7 separate regions of the Mus musculus genome follow, and all the other regions are linked to region 1. The links are chromatin contacts, called in public HiChIP or PLAC-seq, Micro-C and promoter capture Hi-C maps. All regions are on one chromosome and are shown on one strand. The core of a region is the stretch at or near the end of the contact, and the rest is flanking DNA. Distances in the headings are between cores, read along the strand shown.

What was found. Promoter capture Hi-C pulls out the DNA fragments that hold promoters and counts their contacts. A called contact is a pair of places that touch in the nucleus more often than the background predicts. HiChIP or PLAC-seq counts read pairs in DNA pulled down with a chosen protein or histone mark. Capture Hi-C pulls out chosen DNA fragments and counts their contacts.
Region 2: a contact with region 1 is called in a promoter capture Hi-C map of pancreatic islet. The contact joins the promoter of Slc30a2 here to the promoter of Maco1 in region 1. A contact is called at or near these places in 2 of 39 promoter capture datasets (liver and pre-B cells), 1 of 115 datasets of contacts at active chromatin or transcription factors (pancreatic cancer cells) and 1 of 9 other capture datasets (pancreatic islet).
Region 3: a promoter capture Hi-C map of hippocampal neurons shows a contact between it and region 1, with 3 times the contacts expected there. The contact joins the promoter of Pafah2 here to the promoter of Maco1 in region 1. A contact is called at or near these places in 5 of 39 promoter capture datasets (hippocampal neurons, liver, neutrophils and 1 more) and 1 of 115 datasets of contacts at active chromatin or transcription factors (bone marrow-derived macrophages).
Region 4: a contact with region 1 is called in a Micro-C map of embryonic stem cells, with 2.2 times the contacts expected there. The contact joins the enhancer-like site here to the promoter of Maco1 in region 1. A contact is called at or near these places in 1 of 39 promoter capture datasets (the HPC-7 cell line), 1 of 484 Hi-C or Micro-C datasets (embryonic stem cells) and 1 of 9 other capture datasets (liver).
Region 5: an HNF4G HiChIP or PLAC-seq map of pancreatic cancer cells shows a contact between it and region 1. The contact joins the promoter of Clic4 here to the promoter of Maco1 in region 1. A contact is called at or near these places in 4 of 39 promoter capture datasets (cranial neural crest, hippocampal neurons, liver and 1 more), 2 of 484 Hi-C or Micro-C datasets (both in embryonic stem cells), 2 of 115 datasets of contacts at active chromatin or transcription factors (effector CD8 T cells and pancreatic cancer cells) and 1 of 9 other capture datasets (liver).
Region 6: a contact with region 1 is called in a promoter capture Hi-C map of liver, with 2.9 times the contacts expected there. The contact joins the promoter of 1700021N21Rik here to the promoter of Maco1 in region 1. A contact is called at or near these places in 3 of 39 promoter capture datasets (hippocampal neurons and liver) and 1 of 9 other capture datasets (macrophages).
Region 7: a contact with region 1 is called in a promoter capture Hi-C map of cranial neural crest. The contact joins the enhancer-like site here to the promoter of Maco1 in region 1. A contact is called at or near these places in 4 of 39 promoter capture datasets (cranial neural crest, hippocampal neurons, liver and 1 more) and 1 of 115 datasets of contacts at active chromatin or transcription factors (memory CD8 T cells).

What each region holds. Positions count from the first base shown.
Region 1 is chr4:134,851,334-134,854,917 of GRCm38.p6, reverse strand. Maco1 (macoilin 1) reads left to right here and starts at 1,573. Exons shown (of 11, transcript NM_025382.6): 1 at 1,573-1,880. The coding sequence starts at 1,801.
Region 2 is chr4:134,341,369-134,344,952 of GRCm38.p6, reverse strand. Slc30a2 (solute carrier family 30 (zinc transporter), member 2) reads right to left here and starts at 1,907. Exons shown (of 8, transcript NM_001039677.2): 1 at 1,617-1,907; 2 at 737-945. The coding sequence starts at 1,666.
Region 3 is chr4:134,400,899-134,404,482 of GRCm38.p6, reverse strand. It overlaps Pafah2 (platelet-activating factor acetylhydrolase 2), which reads right to left and starts at 1,571. Exons shown (of 10, transcript NM_001285874.1): 1 at 1,379-1,571; 2 at 240-390. The coding sequence starts at 1,468.
Region 4 is chr4:135,291,223-135,294,806 of GRCm38.p6, reverse strand. No RefSeq gene overlaps it. Among named protein-coding and RNA genes, the nearest start is that of Gm30701, 5.3 kb to the left of the region's middle. Within about 2 kb of position 1,801, at least 154 of the 459 cell types and tissues checked have an H3K27ac peak or open chromatin away from gene starts, as enhancers often do. A contact at or near this core is called in the HPC-7 cell line and embryonic stem cells, where this site is marked.
Region 5 is chr4:135,271,038-135,274,621 of GRCm38.p6, reverse strand. It overlaps Clic4 (chloride intracellular channel 4 (mitochondrial)), which reads left to right and starts at 1,862. Exons shown (of 6, transcript NM_013885.2): 1 at 1,862-2,104. The coding sequence starts at 2,033.
Region 6 is chr4:134,448,379-134,451,962 of GRCm38.p6, reverse strand. It overlaps 1700021N21Rik (RIKEN cDNA 1700021N21 gene), which reads left to right and starts at 1,792. Exons shown (of 3, transcript NR_045800.1): 1 at 1,792-1,972; 2 at 2,167-2,286; 3 at 2,595-3,198.
Region 7 is chr4:135,252,817-135,256,400 of GRCm38.p6, reverse strand. All of the region lies in intron 1 of Clic4 (chloride intracellular channel 4 (mitochondrial)), which reads left to right. Among named protein-coding and RNA genes, the nearest start is that of Clic4, 18 kb to the left of the region's middle. RefSeq lists an enhancer at 251-2,934. Within about 2 kb of position 1,745, at least 105 of the 459 cell types and tissues checked have an H3K27ac peak or open chromatin away from gene starts, as enhancers often do. A contact at or near this core is called in liver and pre-B cells, where this site is marked.

The sequences.
Region 1 (3,584 bases), core at 324-2,823:
CCTGTGGTCCCAGGGCAAATCAAGATGGCATCGAGTTACTGGACATATAAAAAAGTAAAAGTGTGCTAGATGACTGGGGACTCTAGTTACTGAGGGGGTGAGGTGGCAATGCCACTTGCTAGGGCATTCTGCAACCTCTTAAAGAAATCTTTATAAAAGGTTGTAACAACACGTAAAACGAAGACTCTGATATGAAACCAAATGTCTACTATGTGCTCGATTCTATTTTATAGAAATAATAACAACTAAGCAAGAAAATTGTGTAAGACATACACTAAAATGCTTCTGCCAGTAGTCAGGAGCCACCAGTGATTTGCTTCCTATGGCTACTTTCCCACACTTCCCCGGTTTTGCTATTTATTTATTTATTTATTTATTTATTATTTGTTTGTTTATATAAATTGTTGGTACATGTTACAGCCTTGGCGGTCTTCACTTCGTAGACCAAGCTGGCCTCGAGCTCAGCGATCCACATGCCTCTGCAGTGCTGGGATCAAAGTGGTGCGCCACCAACAACGCCCGGTAGTCTTTGCCGCTTAAAAACCAAAACCAAACTTATTTAGGAACTGTGTTTGTGTGGGCGTGCGTGTGGGAGGTCAGGCGGCAACTTGTAGGAGTTCCTTCTATCCGCCCACCACGTGGATTCCCGGGTTCGAACTCGGTCCTCAGACTTGGCAGCAAACGCGTTTCCCCGCTGAGCATCTCACTTGTCTTTTTGCCGTTCCGCCCTCACCGGTAAGCTACAGAGCTAGTGGGCGGAAAGAGCAAACGACCGCCTCACGCAGCCTCTGAGGCCGGGGAGGAGCCCGCGGAACCCTCAGCCTGCGCAAACCTGCGGACGTGGAGCCCGGCCACGCCGCCGCACACGCCCCCGGCAGCCCCGCGCGGCGTCGCGCGCACCCGAGGGGCCGCCCCTCTCTGGTGACGCGAACCAGGGGCGGACCCGCACAGGCCCCGCCCCACCACCTCCGATTGGTCGGCGCGCTGTCACCACGTCGCGGGAAGCTGGCAGGGTGTGTGTGAGTGTGTGTGTATGTGTGTGTGGTTTGCTTTGTCATTCGTGGCCCGGCTGACGCGGCCGGTATGGCTGCGTGCTCGGCTGCCCGCAGAAGGGGCCGCGGCGGCGCTCCCGGGACGCCCTCTTACATAAGGACGCGGCTGACTGAAGCACATGTCAGCGCAAGGTCCCCACACGCAGCGCACCACGCCGTTCGGTTCTCACACGCCAGGCGGGAGCCCGCGGCGCCGCGCCACACGGTGTACGCCGACGTGGGCCTCCCCACGGCGAGACGCAGCCCAATAACCGCGAAGCGTACCTTCGCAACAAGGCATAATATAGGATGTTATATTTATAGGGCCTATTTATAAGCCTCTATTTAACTCTTTTCTGATAGGCCCGGCCACGCGTCTAGGCCTTATCCTGATTGGTGTGTCCTTCTGTCCTTCAAAAAGGCGGGCTTAAGGGTCCGTGTTGCCTCAGCGGGCACCGGGATTGGCCGTGCGCGGCGCGGCGGCGCCTTCGATTGGCTATGCGGGCCGTCCGTCGCGGCAAAGGAGGCGGGGCGGGCGGCTGGCTGGTGCGGGGCGGGCGGGCCCCGGAATTGTCATTTCTTTGTTTCCGAAGGCGGAGGAGGCTCGGCGCCCCCCTCCTGGCCCCCTCCCCCCCGGTGCTGGCTCCATGTCTGTGTGACCGGCCGCAGGGGTAGGATTCAGGCCCGACGCGGGGCGGGCGGGCGACGGCGGCTGAGGTGAGAGGCGGCGGCGGCGGCGCGGCTCGGGCACCGGCCCCCCAGCGGGAGGATGAAGCGGCGGAACGCCGACTGCAGTAAGCTCCGCCGCCCCCTGAAGCGGAACCGGATCACCGAGGGTATCTACGGCAGGTGAGCGGCGGTGCCGGGCGTGGGCCAGCGGGTCCCGGGCGCCGCTCGGAAGGGGCCCGGCCCCGTTATGTAACCCCCCGACTAGGCCGCATGCCCGCGCCGGGGGCTCTCCTGAGGCGCGCCGCCCGCGGAGCGCCGGGCCAGCCAGCCAGCCGAGGGTCCGCCCCGGGCCACGGGGTGTGGCGAGGGCCAGGCGGAGGGCGCGGCGGGCGCGGGCGGGAGCCACGGGGCCGCCGTTGGCGGTGGTGTGTCGGGGGGAGGGGCGGCACCCCCGCGGCCCGGAGCCCAGAAGCCCGGGGGTCCCCAGCAGGCTGTGCGCTCGGTCCCCTACCGAGCCCGGGTCACGCTGGGCTCGGGGGTTGGCTGCCCGAGGCTCGTGGACGCGTGCGGCCGGGCGAGCGAGCCGCCAAAGTTAGGAGCTGCCAGGGGCGCGGGACCCTCGGGCTCGGGGCGGGGCCACGCCGGCTACTCTTCTGCGCTCTGCTGCCTCACGGGGTCCCCACCTTGGCTCGGAGCGCCCAAGGCTGATACCCCCAGATCGTGCCGGTGACACCGCTCCAGACCGCGGCTTTTCTCAGTTCCTCAGCAAACATTCTGACAATTGCAAGCAGATATTTTGCAGGGATTCTCGCCCAACTCAGGTTTGGGGATTTTTTTTTTTTTTTTAAATCCTCTGTTCATGAAGGAAAGTGGTGTCCCTTTAAATAGAAATTGAATCCACTTCTCCTGGACAGAAGGACAACAGGTTCATGGGGCATTTCGGTGACTGTCACAGCTTCCCCAAGCCCAATTTGTGTGCGGAGGTTATTTTCTGGAAATGCCTATTTCCGAGGCGAAGTAATTAGTTTACGACAGAGAGTGCTCAGCATGCGGTTGAAGGCTTTACTTGAGTCCTCTTGGCGCCTTACGGTTTAGGTCTTGCTGTGAATCTTGGAGAAAAATACAGGCGGTAGCTGATGACATCCAAGTTGTAGCATAGCTGTACACCTTACACATGCGGTTGTTTACACGTGTGAAGTGGCTGCCCTCCACAGGCAGGTGACTTACCTAACCATGAAGGGGGATTCTTCAAGTTTAAAAGGAGTAAGAAGTCAAAATCCTAGGCTAGATGATACGTAAGGAGCCACGGATCGCATCCATTCATTCAACAAACGTGAATACTATTTGCTCAACAGTGTTGGAGTCAGTCAGGACACAGCTGTTAGCAAAACCGATGAACATGGTTGTTGAATCAGATGTGACAATAAGTAAAACTGAAAAAGCAAACCCAAAATTTTCTGGCAGATTGAATGGGTGGAGGCAAGCCTGCGTACTATAAATTCTTGAATGAAGGAAGGCTTTTTTCCTTAGCCATTGAAAACATTAGAAGAACTTCCCATTAATAGCAGCGCAAGAATAGAAAATAGAAAAAGTGTGTTAAAGTTGGCAGGTTAGGACCCTGTGGTATTTGAATTTCTATTCACAGTCACAGAAGATGAGCCCCCTCATGACAAGATTGGAAACAGCTGTGTTGTTTGCCTGATTTCTGGTGTATTTTAGCTTTTTTCCTATTTAAACAAACACCTGGTTTATGACTTGTAACTCAGCAGCGGAGCAGTTGACATGGAGTTCCTCTTTTAATGAAGATCTATTGTTATACTAATGGGCCTTACTTAGCCTTTGAATTTCCTTACCCTAAAGGTTAATAGTAAAAACACTACGTCC
Region 2 (3,584 bases), core at 658-3,157, 510 kb after region 1:
CACCTAGGGACAGGAAAGCAAAATAAGGGCCTCAGTAGGGGCTCTTCTTATCTCTTTTATTATTAACCTAAGTGTATGTCTTTTGCTTACATGTATGTATGTATACCATATGCCTGGTGCCCACAGAAGCCACAAGAGGGCATCCGACTCCCTGGGGCTAGATAGAGTAACAGATGACAGAGCCCTCACATAGGTGCGGGGAAGCAGGGCCAGGTCCCCTGGAAGAGCAGCCAGTGCTCTTAACTACAGAGCCATGCCAAGTGATTGCCTTAAAAAAAAAAAAAAAAATTAGCCCGGTGGTAGAGGCACATGAAAGGCAGAGACAGGCAGGTCTCTGAGTTCGAAGCCAGTCTGGTCTAAGGGAGTTATAACAGCCAGGGTTACACAGAGAAACCCTGTCTCGAAAAATAATAAACAAACGAACAAACAAACAAATAAATAATGGTGGTTGTGGTGTCACATATCGTTAATCCCAACACTCTAGAAGCAGAAACAGACAGATATGAGTTCTAGGCAAGCAAAGTGAAAGCTCAAAAAAAAAAAAATAGAAAGAAAGGAAGGAAGGAAGAAAGAAAGAAAAAAGAAAGAAGAAAAAGTAACCAATAAAACGGGTAGCTATTACTGCCATTAGCATTAATGTAAACATTCAGCCTATGTGCACAGCAACTTTCACTTAATTCACACACACACACACACACACACACACACACACACACACACACACACACGGCCTTACCAATGATTTCGCCAATCATGAACACCAGGCAGATGGCAGAGGCCACATAGAGTTTGCGTCGGGCCCTCTGCTTCTCGGGGTCAGGGTGACTTCCAGAATCCTTCTGGGCATGGCAATAATGGTTGCTCTGGACAGCCAGCTCAACCGCGGGCAGGTCCACAGGAGGGATCCGGCTAGCTTCACTCTTCCACAGAGATCCTAAGAAGGACCTGGAGGCAAGAGGAAGGACAGGAGACCGCTCAGCCGGAGACGGGGGAGGGGGCACTGGGCCAGTCTCTGGGAGTTATTGCTAGTCTGCTGTTTCCAGAACAAGTAAGAACACTCCGAACCCCGCGTTGGCTGGCGGGTAAGCAGAGGTATGCAGCCAATGTTACAGGGGGGTGGGTGTGGTATTGGGGAGGTGAGTCTTGGGACCTTGTTCTATGATGGTCCCCTGCTCCTCCACCCATTCCCAGGCTGAGAGCTTTGCGAACTAGCCAAAGGGCAGTCAGTCCGGTCGAGCTCAGAGAAAGAGCTCTGAGCAGAGTTCTGGCTCAAACAGCAGCTAAAGACCATAGCTCAGCGCACCCAAGGACACCGGGCCTCCCCACCTCAGGGCTGCCCGGGATCAAAGTGCTGGAGTGAAGGCGGGGTTCCAGGCACCCTACGTCCCACTCGGGCGTACAGGCAGGCAGCGTTCAGGAACTGTGTGCTTGGCCAGGTGAGACAGGTGATCCCTGAGGCTACGAGGCCGCCGCCAATTTCCTTTCTCTTGCCTCACCCCATCCCTCGGATCGGGTCCCAGTTCAAGCCCCCGCTCGGACCAACCACAGCCGAGATGGTCAAAGAGGAGGTACGTGTGATGCTGCCCAGCTTCCCGCCCCTTGGGGCTTGAACTTACCGGGCTCCGCGCGTGCTCTCCAGCAGGTTCTGCTTGTCCATAGTCTGCATGCCGCCTCTCTCGGTGCGCCCTCGAAGTTGCGCGCGGGACGATGGCAGCTCGCAGTCACCTTCCACCTTCCGCTCCGGCCCTGCCGCTGCGCCCCGCGCCCGCCCGCTTTATCCCCGGCCCTCCTCGCCACCTGGTGTGAAGCCGCCCGCCGCGCGTCGTGTGCAAAAGCCCGCGGGGAGGGGGGAGGGTGGCCGGCTGCAAAGGGAATTGCGGCTCTGCCCCCAGGACCTGACCCCTGCATCCCCGGAGCCCGAAGGAGCTGAGCCGGACTGCGACCTAAAGTTTTTGCCTGGAGCAAAGAGAAAAGCACTTGCTAAGAGTTGCCTAGAGTTGCTAAGTTAGGACTGGATGACCACAAAACCCACTCTTCCTGGAATCCTGTAGAAAAAAAAAAGCCTTGGAATCCAAGTTTCTAGAAAATCGGCCTGGCGTGGTGGCATACACATTTAAGGCCAGCAATGGGGAAGCTGAGTCAGGCAGATCTCTAGGTTCGAGGCCAGACTGGTCTACAGAGTAAGTTTCACGGCTACACAGAGTGTCTCAAAAAACAAAACCAACCAACAATAAACCCTCAGAAAAAGAAAAGAAAGAAAATCCTTCGATTGCCCTTAGGGTAGGGATGTGACTAGCAGCTTTGATGGGGGCTACTGCGGGGAAGAGAGACTTCCTGGAATTGGATTCTTGGTGCAAGGGAGTGACAGGGGGCTGGTGCTCTTGCCCCGTGGCTGCAGCCAGAGAGGATCTGCCTCCCCCTTGCTGGGGCGGTGCCCCACAATAGGGCTGTTGGAGTTACAGACCCATTTTGAAAGTTCCTCCTGCCTTGCACTCTCTGATTGCGATCTGGAGTGGCCAGATCGGCCGCTTTATCTCCGTCTCTACAAAGAACAGTGTCCTGTCTTTTTAACCGATGCTATCTGGGGAGAACAGACACACTGCAGGAGACTGTGTACCCCAGAAGCCCAGCAAATTCCTAAGAGATGATGTGGGACCTTCAACGGAGAAGACCACACCCCACACTTTTCTCTTCTCTTCTCTTCTCTTCTCTTCTCTTCTCTTCTCTTCTCTTCTCTTCTCTTCTCTTCTCTTCTCTTCTCTTCTCTCCTCTCCTCTCCTCTCCTCTCCTCTCCTCTCCTCTCCTCTCCTCTCCTCTCCTCTCCTCTCCTCTCCTCTCCTCTCCTCTCCTCTCCTCTCCTCTCCTCTCCTCTCCTCTCCTCTCCTCTCTTCTCTTCTTTCCTTTCTTTTCTTTCTTTTCCTTCCCTGAGACAAGGTTCTCTGTGTAGCCCTGGCTGTCCTGGAACTGGCCATGCTCTGTAGACCAGGCTAGCCTCGAACTTAGAGTAGAGATCTACCTGTTTCTGCCTCTCCAGTGTTGGGATTAAAGGCATGTGCCACTATACCCAGCTTGCCCTATGTATTCCAAACAGTCTATTTTTGGGGGGATTGGGCTCTGCGATTCACTCTCCCCCCACAGCTCAGTGCTGATAGATATCTCCTTCCGGTTGATGATCTCTGTACTCAGTCACTCCATCTCCTAGATTCTTCATGACCTCAGCTTGGAAAGTATAACTGGGGGTGTAGTTTGTGGATTGAGCAGTCATGCACAAAGCCTTGGAGCCTATCCAGTGCCCAGTGCGGGAGAAGGAAGTGTGAGACCCCGACTTAAAGCGTTTCTCCCTGAACGGTAAAGCCCCTAAACGTTCCCCCAAGCTTGTTTTCCCTGATCTCTAAAAATACAGCCAGAAAGAAGCTCTTTGTTCTCTATAGCCAGCAAAAAGCCTTTTTGTTTCTAAACCTTACAACCAGAGATGTGATCATTGTAAAAAGATCTAACCAGGCCCTTGCCTGGCTCCCTGTGCCAAGGACACGGAGATAAACTCCACAAAGAAGAGCTACAACTCACTCCCCACTCCTCATGCC
Region 3 (3,584 bases), core at 322-2,821, 450 kb after region 1:
ACAGTTCTACAAACGCTGGCAGGGCAAGTGGGATAAGGGACTGGCCCAAGTCCCACTGCCAGTAAATTACAAAGTCTGGATTTGAACCCATGACCCAGATTCTCACGCGTCCAAGTCTCTCCCATCTCTCCAAACCAAGGACTGGACTATGCAAGCTAAATAGTTCCTGTGTCTGCCTGGGTCTCTTCTGGGGATGTAACCAGGCACCCGGGAAGCAGCCAGGGCCGGGCCAGCCTTACCGATACCCACGTTGAACAGCAACCCCACCCAGCGCTTGTTATACTGCAGGTAATCGGCCAGACCCATGCTGTACTCGTAGCGGGGAATCCACAGGGGCTGCTCGCACTTCTCTGATGCTTGGCAAGGGTAGAAGAGTCGGAAGAGGCTCCCCTGGGGAAAAGAAGGGAGCAGCTGCTGGGACCACAAAGCTTAGGCATTTGGGGTCAGCAGGAGTCTGGGGCACCAACAGAGAAACAGAGGCTTCCTCCGATCCAGAAACAATTTTGTGGCTAGCACATCAGAGGGCTTATGTCCTGACTGTCAAGTGCATTTCCAATTACATCCTGGAACAGCGCCATACTGTGGACCTAGGCTCCGTGCGAACGAGGGAGGTGGGGGGGCTAGGTCTTTGCTCTTAGGATGAACTCAGTGGCAGCAGAAGGCTTGGTCAGGAGAGGGAGCAGGAGAGGGGTTACCAGGAAGTGGGTGTCTCTCACAGAACAGAGGTGAGCCCAACCACCGGGGACAAAAACCTAAGGAACTTGTTGGGTCATGGTGGCACGTGCCTGAAGTCCTGGAGGTGGGAGGATCAGGGGCTTATGGTCATTCTTGGCTACATTTCCGGTTGGAGGGCAGCCTGAGCTACATGAGAAACCTCAAAAATGTTAAAAAGGAAGAGGAGGAAGAAGAGGAAGAGGAGGAGGAGGAAGAGGAAACAAAGAAAAAGAAAAGCTTAGGAATTGGCAGGAGGTTCAGAAACCAGAGAGAAGTGAATGGGAGGCTAGAGGTGAAGACCTCATCTTCCCACCCAAGCTGTAGAGTCAGGACAGTGGCCTGTGGCCCACTATGCTTCATCCTGTCCCCCTACATCAGGATGGCATCGAAAAACCTCTCTAGGGTCAGATGCCTGGACTCACGACAGGAGAAAGGGTCTGTGAGGTGCCTCTGGCTCCTCCTTGCTGCAGAAAGAACTCGGCCATCTGCGGAGGTTCTAAGAGTTTAAATGAGGAATTTAAAAGCCAGCAGGAAAACAGGCCAAAAGGCTGATGTCCAAACTCTGCCCAGCTGTAACTTAGCAGCCCAGAACTTACACACTTGGACCTGTGCTGGTGAAGTCCCCGCAGTGGAACAGAGCAGGGGCGGAGCTTGGGACACTTACCTCAAGACTGTGACCCTCCATCACATCCGTGCAGCCAATGTGGTGGGGTCCCGAGATGGGTGGGAAGCACACAGACTGGCCGGCCCCCATCTCATCACCAGCTGGACCAAAGCCGGGTGCTCGGGAATTTGCTGGCTGGAAGACAGAACACAGAACAGCCTCTTGCTGGTCTCTCCCTCACTTGCTGTTTCTCTAGGTCATGTGCCAACCCTGTCCACTTCCTGACATCCTTATCACCCCAGCCGACCTTCCTGCCAGCTACTCACTAAATCATATTCGTTATTTACACTTGCGACTTTGCCAACGTTTTCAGGCTCGTCTTTCGGTTGTCTTTCTGCAGTGGCGGGGTGGAAGCCGGGGCCTTACACTTGTTAGGTAGCGACCCATTCCATCCCCAGCCCTATGGACTGTGGTCTTCATTTCCCTCTGGTGGGGTGAGGAGATAGTGGTGATGAGCTAGTCCTCAGATCCCTCAAAACCTACAAACCATAAGGGTGTGGCTCAGTTCTAGCATACAAGAAGCCCTGGGTTCAATTCCCAGAACTATAGAAAACAGCTACGGCGATGAACACCTGTAACCCCAGCACTGAGGAGGGTGGTGTCCGGAGGGTTAGGAGTTCAAGGCAAGCCTGGGATGCATGACTCTGTCTCAGGATTATTGCGTAATGACCCCGCACCTACCGTGTATCTATCTGACAGTAACTGCTGTAGTGATTACAGCCCAGACTTTGCCTTCCCTGGCTAATAACGCCCCACTGAGGTCCAGCTCTTCCTCAGCTAGCACTGTACTAAGTCTCTGATAAACACTGCTTCATCTAACCCTCTCAACAGCTTTCCGAGAAGGGAGGTAGCTGGACCAATTTTGCAGACTCAAGAGCAAGGCAGAGAGGTCTAACTCAGCCCACGAACCGGCTTAAAGCAAGCAACATTTCAATTCCTATTCCTTACAGCCTAAACCACCTGCATGGGCGGGGCCCTGCCCCCCACCCCCACCCCCGCGGTTTGTTTGGACATTCTGAGTCCTCCTCTGGGAGGATCAGTGTGCAAGCCAGAGCAAGCCTGGGCAAAGAGAGACTTTGGAGATGGTTGCTGCCAACGCTCCCTGCAATCACCCCTGTCCCTGCCTCGGCACATACACGTGTGTAACTGAAGAACTCATAGTCCTGAACTGTTTAAGGCCACAGCTGTTACTACACACACACACATACACACACACACACACACACACACACACACACACACACACACACACACACACACACACACACCTTCCTGCCTGCCAATCATCTGGTCCAGAGGAAAAACCCCAAGAAGCCAGCCAGAGTCACTCTACTTAACGTTGGGAGGCAATAATTTTCTCTCTACTATTCCTTTTCCTCTTTTGTTCTTCCAGCGCAAATTTTAAGACACCCACTAATACAAAAAGGAGGAAGGGAAGAGGAGCTAAATTCTGTTGCAGGCTGTGGACCGCACAGCCAGTGGGAAGGGGGAGGAGCCTCTGCCAGACTCCACCCACTCCACCCCACCCCACCCCGGCCCGACCCTCCTCCCCCGAGGCTGAGCACACACACTGGAGAACCAAGACTGCCGCTGCAAGACACATGTGGGTCACATGATGGTGAAGCAGCTGCAGCTCCTGTCATAAAAGAGAGATAAAATGCCACTGGAGTTCTGAGGAGAGTGAGTGTGTCCCCTGAGCGTGGGAGCAGAGAGCAGGGAAAGACAGGATTGAAAGTTAGGAAAGGGCGTGTGAGACATGGGGGCAGTTAGTGCTGGCTGCAGAGGGAGAAAGGAGCGCGTGCACGCGCGCAAGCTCCCACGCGTTCCCGTGGGTGGGTAAGCGTAACCATGTGCACGCGGAGGCCAACCTCTCCTGTTGGTTCTCACGTGCTTCCCATCCTTTTGTTTGTGACAGGGTCTCCCTTTAGCCTGGAGCTTGACCTCGTAGGCTTCCAGGGACCTACCTGTCGGACTCTTGTTGCCCATCATTGAGATTATAGCATGCCATCAAGCCAGGGTTGGTTTTTTTTTGTTGTTTTTAAATTAATTACGTTTGTTTATTTAATGCGTGGAAATGCGTGTATGACAGTGTGTTTGTGGGTGTCAGAGGATAACGAGAGGGAGCTCTTCTCTCTTATCTTGAGGGGCCAGGAGATCAAACTCAGTCATGTTTAGCAAGCAGCAAGTATCTCTATCTTCTGAGCCA
Region 4 (3,584 bases), core at 552-3,051, 440 kb before region 1:
GTAGTATTTCTTGGCTCCCGACTGCCAGGATACCTTTTCTCTCAGAGCTGCTACGTCGAGAACGGCCTTGTGATGAGTGTGGTGCTGGAGTTTTCAAGGGTAGCCACTTTGACAGGCATTAAGTCAGGCAAGGGTTGTCTGACTTAACTGCTTCAACAAACCAGAAGATTAAGTAGTTATATAAGAGGTAATAAAAAAGAAGGACCTGGGCTTGGAGAGCCGGCTCAGTAGTTAAGAGCACCAACTGCTCTTCCAGAGGTCCTGAGCTCAAATCCCAGCAACCACATGGTGGTTCACAGCCATCTGTAATGAGATCTGACACCTCCTTCTGGTGTGTCTGAAGACAGCTACAGTGTACTCACATATGACAATAAATAAATCTTAAAAAAAAAGGAGGAAGGAAGGAAGAAAGAAAGAAAGAAAGAGAGAAAGAAAGAAAGGAAGGAAGAGAGGCTAGAGAGATGGCTCAGTGGCTAAGAGTGTTTACTGCTCTCAAAGAGGACCTGAATTTGGTTCCTAGCACTCACTTCAGAGAGCCTACAACTGCCTCTAACTCTGGCTCTGGAGGTTCTGATACAGTTAACACATCCTGCAAATGTAAAAATAGTCCTTTATGTGCCAATAATAATGACTCAGGTTTAAAGTTTGAACCCATATGACCTTGGGTGGGCATCTTTCCTTCCCGTAGATATTTCCTGAAACTCTCCAAACAGAACTTGAAGCTGTTTACAGTTAAAGATAGCCTACCTTCCTGTATCCCTATGGGTTGGTTTCTACCTCATCAATCTTAATCCTGTCAGATGCTGCCTTGGGAACCACCCAGTGACCTCACCTAGGTTTCTTAGCAACCAAAACCCTACAACATCCTACACATGACCATTGAAAAACACCAGGGGCTGGGATACCCCCCCCATGAGGTGCCTGGGCCCTCGCTTGCTCTGTCTTATTCTTCCTTGAAAGTCCCAGACTCTTGGTCTCCGGTGTGTCTCCCATCCTCTGAGTGTCTCTCTTTCTCCCAACCCTCAGGCTTCAAATATCTCATTAAAATCTCTTTGCTTCATATTAGCTAGTCCTGAGATTCCTTTTAGCACCAGAGCCGTCCATTCCGGTTTCCTTGAGTCAAGGTGCCTAGAAAACTACTCTGACTGCTGCGGGTGACAGTGGAGAGCAGGGAACAGTCTCAAGGAGATGCCGCGTGTGGGGATTGATGGACACAGTGTCTCAATCGAAGCCCGAGGAACCTTATGTCTCCTGCTCTGAGCTTTGATCCAAGAGTAGTGGATATTGGTGGCTGCCATCAACATCTTGGAGACAAAGTGTCCTGGAGCTTGCAAAAGAGAGAGAGAGAGAGAGAGAGAGAGAGAGAGAGAGAGAGAGAGAGAGAGAGAGAGACTAAGCAGGGTTTGTTAGCTCAAACCTGCAATCTCTGCATTTGGGAAGGCTGTGAGACAGGAGGATGTTTGAGAGTCTGCGGCCATTAGAGCAAACTTCAGGACGGCCTGTAGTACAGAGTGAGAGTCTGCATCAATACCAAACCAAACCAAAAAGTAACAGATTGGCCATGTGGGCAGAGGCAGGAGGATCTCTGAGTTTCAGAGTCAATTCCAGGACAGCCATGGCTACGCAGAGAAACTCTGTCTTGAAAAAAAAAAGTAAAGAACAAAAACCTAAAATACAAAAAAGAAGAAGAAGAAAAAGGAGGGGAGGGGAGGGGAGGAGAAAAATCAGTCTCTACACCAGCCGCTTATGATTGGGTGAGCTCAGTCATGTGGTCTACCCTGGACCAATGACAGTGCCTGAAACCTCTGGAGCCCAAAGATGGGTAGGAGTGAGCCCACCCCACTTCCCCATAGAGGGCTGGAGGGAGGGGGAGTTTGTTGGGAAGCCCCAAGGGGCCTGTGGATGGAGCTTTGAGAGCTAGTGACCCTTGTGGGCTGGAGCTAGGGTGGGAAGAACCTCGAGTTACACAAACAACTTAAGCGGCAAGGAGCTGCCCTGCACTCTGTGCTGTGGATCCCCGGAGGAAGTGGTTTATTTGGACTGAGGGTGGAGGTGTGTTTGCCAGAGATCCCTGGAGGCCTGAAACCTGAAACCTGAGAAAGACACGGAGCGTGGAGCGGCAGGGGGAGTATGGGAACAGGGTCAGAGGGGACAGCATGAGCAAAGGTCTATGGGCTTCAAACGCCAAGGCAGCGGGGAGTCTAGAAGTTGACGCCAGCCTCAGAGCCAGAATTGAAGCTGGGGCGTGGCTCAGCTAGAAGCGTGCTTGCCTAGAAGCCCTGGGTTCAATCTCTAGCACCTCATATGACAGGGGTGTGTACAGGAGGATCAGAAATTCAATGACGTCTTCATTTTCAGGTGAATTTAAAGCTAGCCTGAGATATCCCCGTGAGCTGTCTTAAAACAAGACTCGAGAGAACTTCAGTTTATATGCTAAGGGGTGTAGCCCAAAGATAGAGTACCTGTACTGCTACGCAAAAATTCCTGAGTTCTATCATCCTTGCTGTCACCTCCATGTGAGAGGGGAGAGGGTAACAACAGGGAACATGGCTGAATAAGTCCTGTGACAGCTTTATCTACTTGGGAAAACTGTTATTCCCCATAGAGACAGGAAGGTTAGGTGATTTTTCTCAGCTACACATTGGGTGGAGCTGAGCTTCAAATCCGGGTGGCTCCAGGGGGACTCAGGTCCCCACCTTGGCAGTAGGAAGGAGAGAGTACTTAGTTGCTCACACCAGGCGGGGACACATCCGGTACACAAGGAAAGAACGCCCCAGTTTGTCTCTGAGAGCTGAGAAGAAGTAAGAGAGATGTGTAGGCAAATCTAAGACGCTGGAGATAGTGGCTCAGAATCGCTCATTGTTTCAGATACCAGGCCAGCAGGAGGGGGCTGTAGAGGCTCAGCTCAAGAATGTCAGCTGTGACTGGTGTGGCAGCTTGGCCTCAAGAACAGATTTTACTTTCCCATGAACTTGTCCTCAAGAAAAAAACAAGAAAATTCATTGTTGATAGCCCTCTGGGGGCTGGGGAGGTGGCTCAGTGGGCAAGCACTAGGACCTGAGTTCGAATCCCCAGCGCACACATAAAAAGTCAGCCTGATGGTGGGCACAGCACGGACAGGTGAGTCCCTGGAGCTCATTGGCTGGCCAGCTTAGCCAATCTGTGAGCTCTAGGTGCAGGGAGAGCTTTTCTCTCAGAAAATAAGATGGAAAGCTGGCAAGATGGCTTAGCAGGTAAAGACACTTGCTGCCAACCTGTATGACCTGGGTTCCACCCCCCAAAACTCACATGGTGGAAGGAAGAACAGGCTCCTTTTGGCCTCCTCAGGGGTACCATGTCAGGTATGTGTGCAGACACTCAAGTGGAAACTTAAGGGTTCTTTGGAAAGTCGATTGGATGGTGGTTTGCTGGGGCAAACACGTGAAGGAACATTTCGTTAAAGTGGACACAGGTGTGAAAGGCTAAGGCAGACTCGGGGAGGAACGTTTCGCTGAAGCAGACACAGGAGACAGGATGTTCAGCTAAGGCAAGCACATGAAAGGACACGTGATGAAGGACTCTTTGCTGACAACATGAACTTATTG
Region 5 (3,584 bases), core at 613-3,112, 420 kb before region 1:
CAGTTAGGCAGTGCTGAGAACTGAGTCCAGGGCTTTGAGCCTGCTAGGCATACAGTCTTCCAGCTGACCTACTAAAACTTTACTGTGCTGGGCAGTTGTAGCACAATGCTTTTAAATCCCAGCATTTGTGAGGCAGAGGCAGGTGGATTTCTGAGTTCCAGTCCAGCCTGGTCTACCGATTGAGTTCCAGGATAGCCAGGGGTATATAGAGAAACCCTGGCTCAAAAAAAAAAAAAAAAAAAAAATACGGTGATTGTTGGTTGCAGTGGTGGACACCTTTGACCCTAGTACTTGGGAGGTGGAGAAAAAAAACAGGCAGACCAAAACCCAAACCCTGGTGTGTGTGTGTGTGTGTGTGTGTGTGTGTGTGATGGCATTCTGTAGAAGTCAGAGGTAAGCTTTCTGGAGTTGGTTTTCTCCTTCTACCTTTAGATGGCCCCAACATCACATCCAGGTTGGAAGTCTTGCAAGGCAAACGCTTTTACCTGCTGAATCATCTTGACTGCCATTATTATTATTATTATTATTATTATTATTATTATTATTTTGAGGTAGTCTTGCAATATACCCAGACTGTCCTCAAACTCTCAGCCCTCCTGCCTGAGCCATCACCTGAGAGCCACGTATATGTCACCAAATCAGGCCGAGGTTTAGGGTGTTTAAGGCCACTGCCAAACTGTGAACTTAAAACAGCCTTACTCCGGAGCATTGATGGATCTAATTGCTGGGGCACAGCATCCTTCTCACAGAATCTAGCAACTTGGAGATGGGGTTGAGTGAGGATAAAGTAGTTGCAGGTTGCACTGCATTTTTACACATCATTCCAATTTGTTGAAGCACTCTGATCCACACTAGGCACAGAGGATGTGAGATAACCATGACACCCCGCTTCCATCCCCCAATTTAGCCTTTCTAATCAACTCACTCATCACCCTAGCCTGGGAGGTACCACAGAATGAGCAGATTAAGGAAAACCAGAAGGCAAATTTCCCAAAGGTGACATTCACTGACGGCAATTCCGCAGTAGACCGCGTGTCTCAGGCCCCTGTCCTCAGGGTGTAAAGTACTCGCCCCTGCGCGCTGAGTGGCACTCAGGTGACTCATTAAACTTCTCCAGGTGAACGGAAGACAGGAATCGGTCCAGGTGGGGCAAAACAGCACGGATAACGTTTTCAGAGTCAGGCGCTGCCTCAAGCACTGGGGTTGTGCTGGAGCGGGACGCTGTCCCACCGTTTTGGCCTAATTCAGAGCCCGGGACACAGGACGACTTTACAAGAACTTTTGAGTATCTTGATTTCAAATAGAGAAGGATCACGAAAGGAGATCCGCGGTCAGAAGGATTAAAAAGTTCTTAAGGACATGAAAACTTTCGCAAAAGTTTTCCAGGAAAAGGCGGCCGCGCCTAACAGAAGTAGCCGAGGAGGCCGCCGCCCCGGGAACCGGAGGGGACGATGAGTCCCTGCGGCTGCAGCGGGGGAGAGGGCGCGAGGCGGGCCGCCGCATGAGGTCACTTGGCACCCAACCAGCAGCAGCTGCGCCGCGGAGAGAGGCGGTGTCAGGCTCCGGCTCCAGGGACCTTCCCCGCCCACCCCCTGAGGGGCGTGGCTTCGGGGGGACCTCCCGGCCAATCCGCGCTGCCCAGCCTAGGCCGCGCCCCCAGCGCCCTCCAGGCTCCCTAGTGGTCGGTCCGTGGAAGCTAGAGCGCTCCGCTGTCTTCCTCGCCTGAGGCCACGCCCCCAGCTGTGGCCCGCCCATTTCCCCCCCACCCCTGCAGGATCCTGGCCACTGCTCCGCCCACGCCCCGCCCATAGGGCTCCGCCCAGCGGTTTGAAGCGGCCGGGACCGCAACCCCCTCAGAGTCGCGCGCGAGGCGTGAGGCGGTGCTGAGGATCTGAGGCCACGGGCAGCCAGACGCCGGGACTGTCCAGCGAACGAGCAAGCCAGCGAGTGAGCGAGCGGCGGGAACCCGCAGCCACAGCAGCCCCGGAGCCACAGCCGCAGCCGCCGTCCGCGGAGCCCAGCCCAACCGGCCATGGCGCTGTCGATGCCCCTGAACGGGCTGAAGGAGGAGGACAAAGAGCCCCTCATCGAGCTCTTCGTCAAGGTGAGCGCTCACCGTCCCGAGCGACGCGGGCTGACGTCCCCGCACCCCGAAGCGCCCCCACGCGGCATCCCCGCAGCCCGAGGCGGCGCCGTACCTCCCGCGCTCATTCCCATTGTCTGGGCTCCGCGCCTTCCCGCCTCGCAGCGGGACCTTGGCGGACCCTGCGGGCGCGGCGACAGGGAGGCGACTCCGCAGGGCGGGACGCGCCTCAGCTGCGCCGCGTGGGTACTGTCACCCTCCTCGCCGTGTCCGACCCCACCCCGCCGCGAGCCCCAGCCTCGGGCCGCGGGGCTGATAGCTCACCCAACTTACTGGAACGCTAGCGCCTGGCCCGGGTGAAACTGAAACTTTAACTTTGATACAATGTTAAATAAAGTAAAGGGGAGGAGGGACCCGGGAGCCGTAAACCCAGCAGTTGGGAAAAGTGGTCTAGGGAAGATCCCGAGTTCAGAGCCAGCCTTGGCTGCTTAGTAAACCCAGGGCAAGCCTGGGATAGGAGGGACCCTCATCCCAGCCCTCCTCCCGCATGGGGGAGGGGAGAATTTTTTTAATGCGGGCGTGGTGACTCGGCTATGACCCAGCAGTAGAGGCTTGAGGAGTCCCTCGAGTTCGAGGCCAGCCTGGGTTACAAATGTGAGCCTCCGGACACACACCCAAAACCCAGGCAACTAACTGCAAAGAAGAAGAAAAAAAAAAAAAAAGGAAAAGAAAAGAAAAAGCGAAAAGAAGGGTGGATGCCCCAAGGCTTCCGGAAAATACAGAGATTCCCGACTTGGGTTTTCCTGTCCGGTGTTTTACCACCATCTGGTTTTCTTGTTTCTCTAGCGCGCCTGTTTTCACATGATGCAACCTTTTGGCCGCTTTCGTTTGCTGTTGCCACCTCGGCAGGCAAGCCCGTTTGGTTTGAAAGAAAACCTGAATTCTCCGCTCTCTCGGGCTTAAAAAGGTTCATTCCTCTCGCCCTCCTCAGTTTGTAAACCCTGGAGCTGCCTTCTTCGCCTAGAAACGCTTCTCTGACTGCTCTCCGCGCCTCTCCCTTTTGGGGCGTAGCGAAGGAGGGAAAAGTTAACGCAACAAACATCTGGGTCCCCTGCTTTACTGAGCCTCCTTGGAAACCCTGACGTTCGTTCTGTTAGCCACTAAATATCCAGGCTTAGGTCGAAACTGGCAACACTAGAAGTCCAACAGGCATCCAGTACTAAAGTCTGCCCTTTCTTAGTTTTAATTTGAAAGAGCGGAAATTATCGAAGGATGTGTTCCAGAGATGGAAGGCAGAAATCTGCAGGGTGGTAACAATGTTTGCCTTAGTGTTTTCTGTTAGTTGCTGGTTTTAGAACTTTTTTTTTTTTTTGGTCTAGAGCATCGGCTCTCAACTGGGGGTCAAGACCCCTTTGAAAGATCAAACGGCCTTTTTACAGGGGTCACCTAAGACTATTGGAAAATGCAGACAATTTCATTACAATTCATAGCAGTAGCAAAG
Region 6 (3,584 bases), core at 543-3,042, 400 kb after region 1:
CTTTTTTGCAACGGACAACTTTGTCTTGGAACATTAAAAAAAAAAAAAAAGACAAAAACAAAAAAGCTTAAAAATAAATGCCCATGGTATTTAGGAAAATTAGATAGCCAGACATGTTACCCCAGCAATTCCACATCTAGAAATCCTCCCTCCCTGCTGCCCCAGCTGTATGAGTACCCAAAGCATTATTATTCATTAGTAACAAAAGACTATAAATAGCCCGTGTGACTCCTAACATGGATGATGTAAACAAATCACCAAGTGTCTGTCATACAGGCCGTGGGTTGGCTGTTGCCGAAGAACCTAGCTGTGAGAAACATCACAGTGGGGAAAACTGCGGGACAAAGCGATGTGGTGGCTAAAGAAAGAAAAACCGGAGTCTCTAGGACGACATGAAATTATTAACATTGAGAGGAAGCAGGGGACCACAAAGGGCAGTTTATCGCTAGCGCTTGCATCCTTTATAGAAAGGGGTTCTCGGGCCAGCAGCACGGCTCAACAGGTAAAGAGGTTTGCTGCCAAGTTTGATGGTCCCAGTTTGGTCCCTGGGAACCCACATGGTAGAGAACCAATTTCTGCAAGTTGCTCTTTGACTTCCAGACACACGCTGACTGTGACACACACACGCAATTTTTTAATTAAATGCTCTGATATCATTTGTGTAGTTTATAAATAATTGTAATATGGCAGTGTCTGGAAGAGAGTTCATCCTACTTCCCACCAGAGAAAGGGCCATGGGGTCTGAAGTGATGGCTCTGTCTCATTCATTGCCTTGGTGTTCCTTGGCGCGGGCTTTTCTCTTACATAACTCCCCTGCCTATGCTACAATCCTGATTAAAGCCGCTGCCCGCTGCCCCGGAAGTCCAGGCGCAGCCCTGTTTTTCTCTGTCCTCTCTTGCTCCTCCACACGCCTTGTCTCCGTTCTCTTACATAAGGAACCCGCTCACATGCACAGCTCAGAAGCTCAAAGCCCCAGATGACACCAGCCCGGCATCTCCTTTCACAGAATAAGATGAAAGCTAGGTACCGGCAGCTGCTCTGGAAAGAGGACCAACGACTTGGATCCCAGACCCCTCCCCTCCCGCCTGGGGTTTCCTGAGATAACCTGTAAGGGGAAGGTGGGGGGCTTGGCCCGCAAGGTCCCGGCCTGAAGGATGCCAGCCAGGCTGCAAATTAATGATATCAGTATAGCATCAAACGAGGGGACAATAAACCCTGTCACTTTCCATTTGCCTCTGGGCTCAGCTTCAGCTAGCTCCCTACCCAGACAAAGGCTGTTCACAGACTCTCTGGCCAGCCAGGTTTTCCAGAGAGAAAGTGACAGAAAGCTGGGCCAAATTGGCCTCTAGTGGCTAATACACTGGGATTCACATCTAAGGACATGGACCCTTCCTGGAGGTGACTGAGAAACCCTCCCAGGGCCCCAGGCCTCAGCGCTAGAAGGTCTTGTTTGCTCCCAAAGCTGAATAGAAGGCTATGTTATAACGAATGGGCGTTGGCCTAGAGGCAAGAAATTGGGGTTTGTCCTGTCTCTTGTTTTGTGACTTGGCGACAGTGGAGAGCCTGAAAGCCTGTGAGCTGGGGACAGATAGGGTCTCAGCATCCAGGAAGAAAGGAGGGTATGCGTCCCCTCCCCCACCACGGTGTCTACGGATCCTAGATGTAGAAGCTGCAGGTTGTTCTTTCCTTAGCAGCTGCTGCCGGTCGGTCTCCATGGCAACCAGGCCAAAGGACTGATTGGCCGGGGTCCCAGCTCTGGATCTTACCTTGAAGCTGGCTTTTTAACCTGTCTTTCTAGAAGCCAGGCCCACAGCCACTCCCTGGAGCCTCTGTCAGCGTCCTCCCTGCCACTGTGTGGGGACTGCACTGTGTGGGGAGTGCCAGCCAGAAACACATTCCCTGTGTCTCTCTTCAGGATACTTCCTCAGGAGAGACAAAGAGCTAGGTCCCGCTGGCCTTCTACTCATTGATGGTTTGTGTTTGCAAGACACCCCCCACCCCCATCCCCTCCATACCCCCGGGATGCTCTGGGTTACTGAGTTGTGGTCTGTAAGGACATATGGCTTAGGGAACAGGTCGCATGCCAGGAGATCACTCAATGCCCGCCGCCCCCCCCCCCCCGCCCTTTTCTGTTCCCTCAGGCTCTCTGTGCTCTTTTTGGTCTAGGGCTGGATCCAGAAGTCCTGCTGTGGCCTGTCTGGCTTTAGGAAGAGAAGACTTACAAACAAAACAAAAACTCAGGAGGCTGATTGTCACCTGCCCCAGATGTCCTGGAAAGTCAGATAGGTATCAGGGACTCACAGATCTCTCCCTTGGATATGATATTGGGGCTTTTTTTTGAGACAGGGTTTCTCAGTATAGCCCTGGCTGCCCTGGAACTCACTTTGTAGACCAGGCTGGCCTCGAACTCAGAAATCCGCCTGCCGCTGCACTCCCCCAAGTGCTGGGATTAAAGGCCACCACGCCTGGCTTCTGGGGCCATTTTTAACCAGGCAAATAGGTTTCCTGAGGAATGACTTTGGACTCCCAATCTTCCTGCCTTTGCCTCCCAAGTGCTGGGAGAACAGGCAAGCACCTCTTTCTATTCTTCACAGCTCCCTGGACACCTCAAGGAAGATGGTTCTCCATCTAGAAGGCCTTCCATCAATAGCCAGGTAGCCTGAGCTACATGACAAGATCCCGACTCAAGACAAACAGGCCTCATATCTAGTCATCATAATTATTGTTTATTTAGACTTGCTCCCTCCTCCCTCTGATTTCCCAGGAGCCTGTGGGTATCCTCAGTCTCTGAGAAAATAACAGCATCTGGTACAGGGGCTCTCGGTGCTTCTCCAGTGAGGCAGGAACAGATAAATGAGAAAAGGAAGGAATCAGGCTGAAGGCTCCCACTGCCATCTTGGATGAAGAGGGATCCAGAATCCAGCCTGGAGGTCATGTGATGCTCTCGACTTTTCCAAAGTGCCTCTTGTTGCTTCTCACCACAACCAAGAGATGCACAAGGAAAGGAAGCCCATACCCTGTAGTTTGCAAGCCCCCAGTGTGCCGGGAGGGACCTGCTCAAGGTCAGAGAGGAGCAGAGAGGCTGGAAAGCCCTGACTCCCTGGGCTAAGCCTGGGTTCATTCTACTTCCTCCACCAGCTTCGAGTGCCCCTGGAAACACCTGGCACGACAATCGGGAAATAAAAGAACTCCATGGCTTTTGTGGGGAGCCATTTCTTTTTAGCGAAAGCCGGGTCCAGGACTCCAGGGAAGGAACAATCTAGAAACACGAAGGCAAACACTCAGAGCTGCAGCGCTGTGATTTCCACATTCTGCCCACTTGCTCTTTTCCTCTTGGCAGGGATGGGGTGGGGTTGGGGGGTGATGTGTTTATAAAAAGATAGAGGGGGGAGAAGTTGTATGGATGTGTGGTGAGGTATGGGGGAAGGGGGTCCCTCGGTGAGCCCATGCTGAGGCATATCTTCCCCCTGAGGGACCAGTCACAAGATGGTATAGTACAGAATAGAATTTATTCAGGGCATGCATGGGGAGGTGAGTTACGAGGGTAGTAGAGGCAGAGAAAAGCAGAGAGAGAGAGAGAGAAG
Region 7 (3,584 bases), core at 496-2,995, 400 kb before region 1:
AGCTGTCTTCAGACACTCCAGAAGAGGGCGTCAGATCTTGTTACAGATGGTTGTGAGCCACCATGTGGTTGCTGGGATTTGAACTCTGGACCTTCGGAAGAGCAGTCGGGTGCTCTTACCCACTGAGCCATCTCACCAGCCCTCATTTAATTTTTAACAGAAGAAATAGAAGTAGTGTAAATTGACATGATTTTTTTTTCTTTCTGAGAGAGTTGAAACTGGCTATCACTGAGATTGAAATCCTCCTGCCTCTGCTTTCTGAGTGCTGGGTTACATGCTTGTACTACACGCCTTGTTTGCAAACTATATGCTTAGTTTTTTGTTTTTTTTTTTAATTTCATTTTTTTTTTTAATCTCTAGCTGGTCTGGAATTCATTCTGTAGACTTTATTGGCCTAGAACTCAGACATCTTGCTTCTGCCTCCCGAGTACTGGGATTAAGGGCGTGTGTTATCATGACTGACTAGTCATTTTAAGGGGCTAGTCTCCTTGTGCATTTCTTTCTAGATTCTAAGTGTCTAGCATCCTCCTTGTGTCACAGTGGGACGGTAATAAAGCTTTAAAACTTGAGTATGTCTGTGATTAGCGGGTGACTCAAGGATCATAAAGTGACTTTATCTTTCATCTTATTATAATGTTATAAACTTTTTGAAAGTGCTTAATTTACTCCCACGCAGGACACAGTAAACTGATAAAAGCCAAGATATTAAAGCTAGGATAATAGCCAGTTGTGGGTGCTGATTATGGGCCAGGCACAGTACACAGCCTTTTATACGTGTTAGCTAAGTTAATCCTCACATAAACTCTGAATTAGGCATGTCAGTTCTGTGTCATAAGTGAGGGTCAGAGAGAGCCAGTAAGTAGCAGGGCTGGGATCTGCACCAAGGTCTTTGAGAATTAATGTCGGTTTCTTTCCTTTCCTTCTCCCTACCTCTTTCTTTCTATCTAGGGGTCAATTCTTGAACCTCATCCATGGCAAACGGTGCTCGATTATGGACTGACACCCATGCACAGTAGATTGCTTGAGAAAATAGAAGGGAGTTCCGGGGTTTCCATTGCTTTGCCTCTTTGTGTTTTGGAGGCTTGGCTAATTAGTCTCTTGTAAAATACTTTAAAGAGCCTCTTTAGCAGCTTAAAGCAGGAGGCCTACTTGTAACATCACGTATTTTGATATCAGAATTGTTTTCAAGTTTAGCAATGTCAAAGTGGGCAGAGTTTTTAATAAGCCACATCCTAATTTGTCAATGTTTTTTTCCAGCCTTCTCTCTTTCCTTTCTTTACTTTTTTAAAACTCCCCCTTCAGAGGAGCCCACCCTTTGCATTGTTGATAGAAGAAAAGCAAGGAAGTTTCTTTTTGTGGAGAGAGGAAATGGCTTCGGTCAGGACTTCATCCATATTAGGTATAAACTAAATATAGCTGTGTGATCCAGGGCTGAAGTCACACTTACACAGCTTCCTAAGCAGGGCTAATGAGATCAGCCAGTACTTTTCAGTCTCCCTCCTCCCTGGCTTCTTGGTTCACTGGAAAGGCTACTCCGTTGATTAGCCCTGTGGTCTGTGTATACCTCTGCCCCTTAAAATATATCAGAACGTTTACAGGGACTCTTAAAGTAAACTTTAAAAAAACAAGTGAAACATTTTGACTTTGTCATTGTGTCACTACACCTCCTTCAAGCTGGCTTTGTAAGTTTTAAGCCTTTGTCACAGGCATCTTGACTCTGGGCTGGACTCTTGTGAGCGGCATGCTCTATGATCCCAGTGTGGCTAAGTGGCAATAAGATTTGATCTGATTGGCTGCCTATAGAGGAGGCAGAGGAATAGGAAGATGGGAGAAGCCTCCTGTTTTGGCCAGAGCACATATTGTTCTCAGATAAGAGCTCTTGAAGCTCCCCAAGGCAGTTTTTGCTCCCAGGAACTGTGTTCAGCACTTGTGGTCCTTCTTAGAGCCCTTTGCAAGCGTGCCAAGCCACCCAACCACATGAGAATGTGCGTGCCTCTAAGGGAAGCCTTGTTTCTGCTTCTGGACTATCGTTCTCAAAAAACTCTTTTTAGACAAGCTTTTTATTCTAGCCCAGGCTGGCTGGAATTCACTGTAGAGTCCAGGCTGGCCTCAAACTTATGGCAGTCCTTCAACCTCAGTCTGCCAAACGCTAGGATTTATGAGAAACCACTCTGGCCATCTAAGGCTTAACTTTCAAAGGGGAAATTTTATTTATTTATTTAGAGAGTTTTATTCTACACTTCTGGCTGACCTGGAGCTCACTGTGTGGACCACCAGGCTGACTTAAACTTTGCAGAGATTTCCTACCTTGGCTACCCAGGTGCTAGAGTCACAAGCATGTGTCACAACGCCTGGCTGCTCATGGCATCTTATGAGAAATAGCTTGGAGCAGAACTAACACTTAACGGATTTCAAGGATCTTAGGGAGTCAGTTTATGAAGCTGAAATTCTCCAAGGATCAGTTGGGATAGCTTGTGCGCCCTTCTCTGACCTCCTTGCTCCCTTAGCAGAACAAGCCCGCTTTGCTCTCTGTTCCAGCACGCACCCTTTGTGTCATTCACCCGAGTCATATCCCTTGCTGCCTTGTTCCTGTGAATTCCGGGAGTTCAGGACCAGGGTGTGGTGGTTAATCTTCACTGGACCTCAAGTCAAGGGGCCAAGAAGTTGTGTGATAGTCTGTCTTCATTGTCAATGTGGTTGGATTGTAATCACCCAGGAGACACACTTGGGGGTGCCCACGGCATTTCTAGAGAGGTGTAACTGAAGACTGAAAATCTGCCCCTGGTATAGGAGGTGCTTTCCCCAAAGGGGAAAAGGATTGCTGTGTTGCTGGCACTCATTTGCGGGCTTCCCAGTGGTGGACGCAGAGTGGCCAGGGGCTCTCCTGCCTCAGTGCTTCTCTTCTGTGGCAGACTGTAGCCCTTCTGACTGGGAGCCAAATGCACTCTTCCTTAAGCCGCTTTGTCAGTATTGCATCATGCTAACGAGGAAGTAGTGAGCCTGTTTCATCTTTTGTAGCTCCCATCTACCATGGTAGGGTAAGCGGAGATATGTGAGAACTAATTCATTAACTCAGGAAATATTTGTTAGGATTCTGGGGCAAGCTTTTATGTATAACACAGGTATAAAAATCATTCAAAGAATATTATGTCTGTTGCTGGTGTAGTGTTCCATGTTACATCATAGCAAACACCACAGATAAAAGTCTGTTGGTCTCTAAGCTTACAGCATGCAATTTGGGTTTGACCAGGAGTTTATTCTGTAGTCACTGGTCTGAACTTCATAACAGGTTAGTGAGGAGTGTTAAAGTCATATAACTGGCAGGTCAGGCTAACTCTTGCGTGTATGGTGACAGGTCTCTGCTGTCGGCTGTCAAGTGGGTGCTGTCTAGTCTGGGTTATTTTATATGCAAGGGCGTGGGCTTTGAGTGTAGACCCAGACAGAAAGCCTGGGCTGGTGTGTGTGTGTGTGTGTTTGTGTGTGTATGTGTGTGTTCCCAGTAATTAGAAGGAGGAGACAGGAGGCTCGGAAGTTATCCTTGTCTATACAGTGAAGTCGCTGCCAGCCATATAGGAGACCCTTTC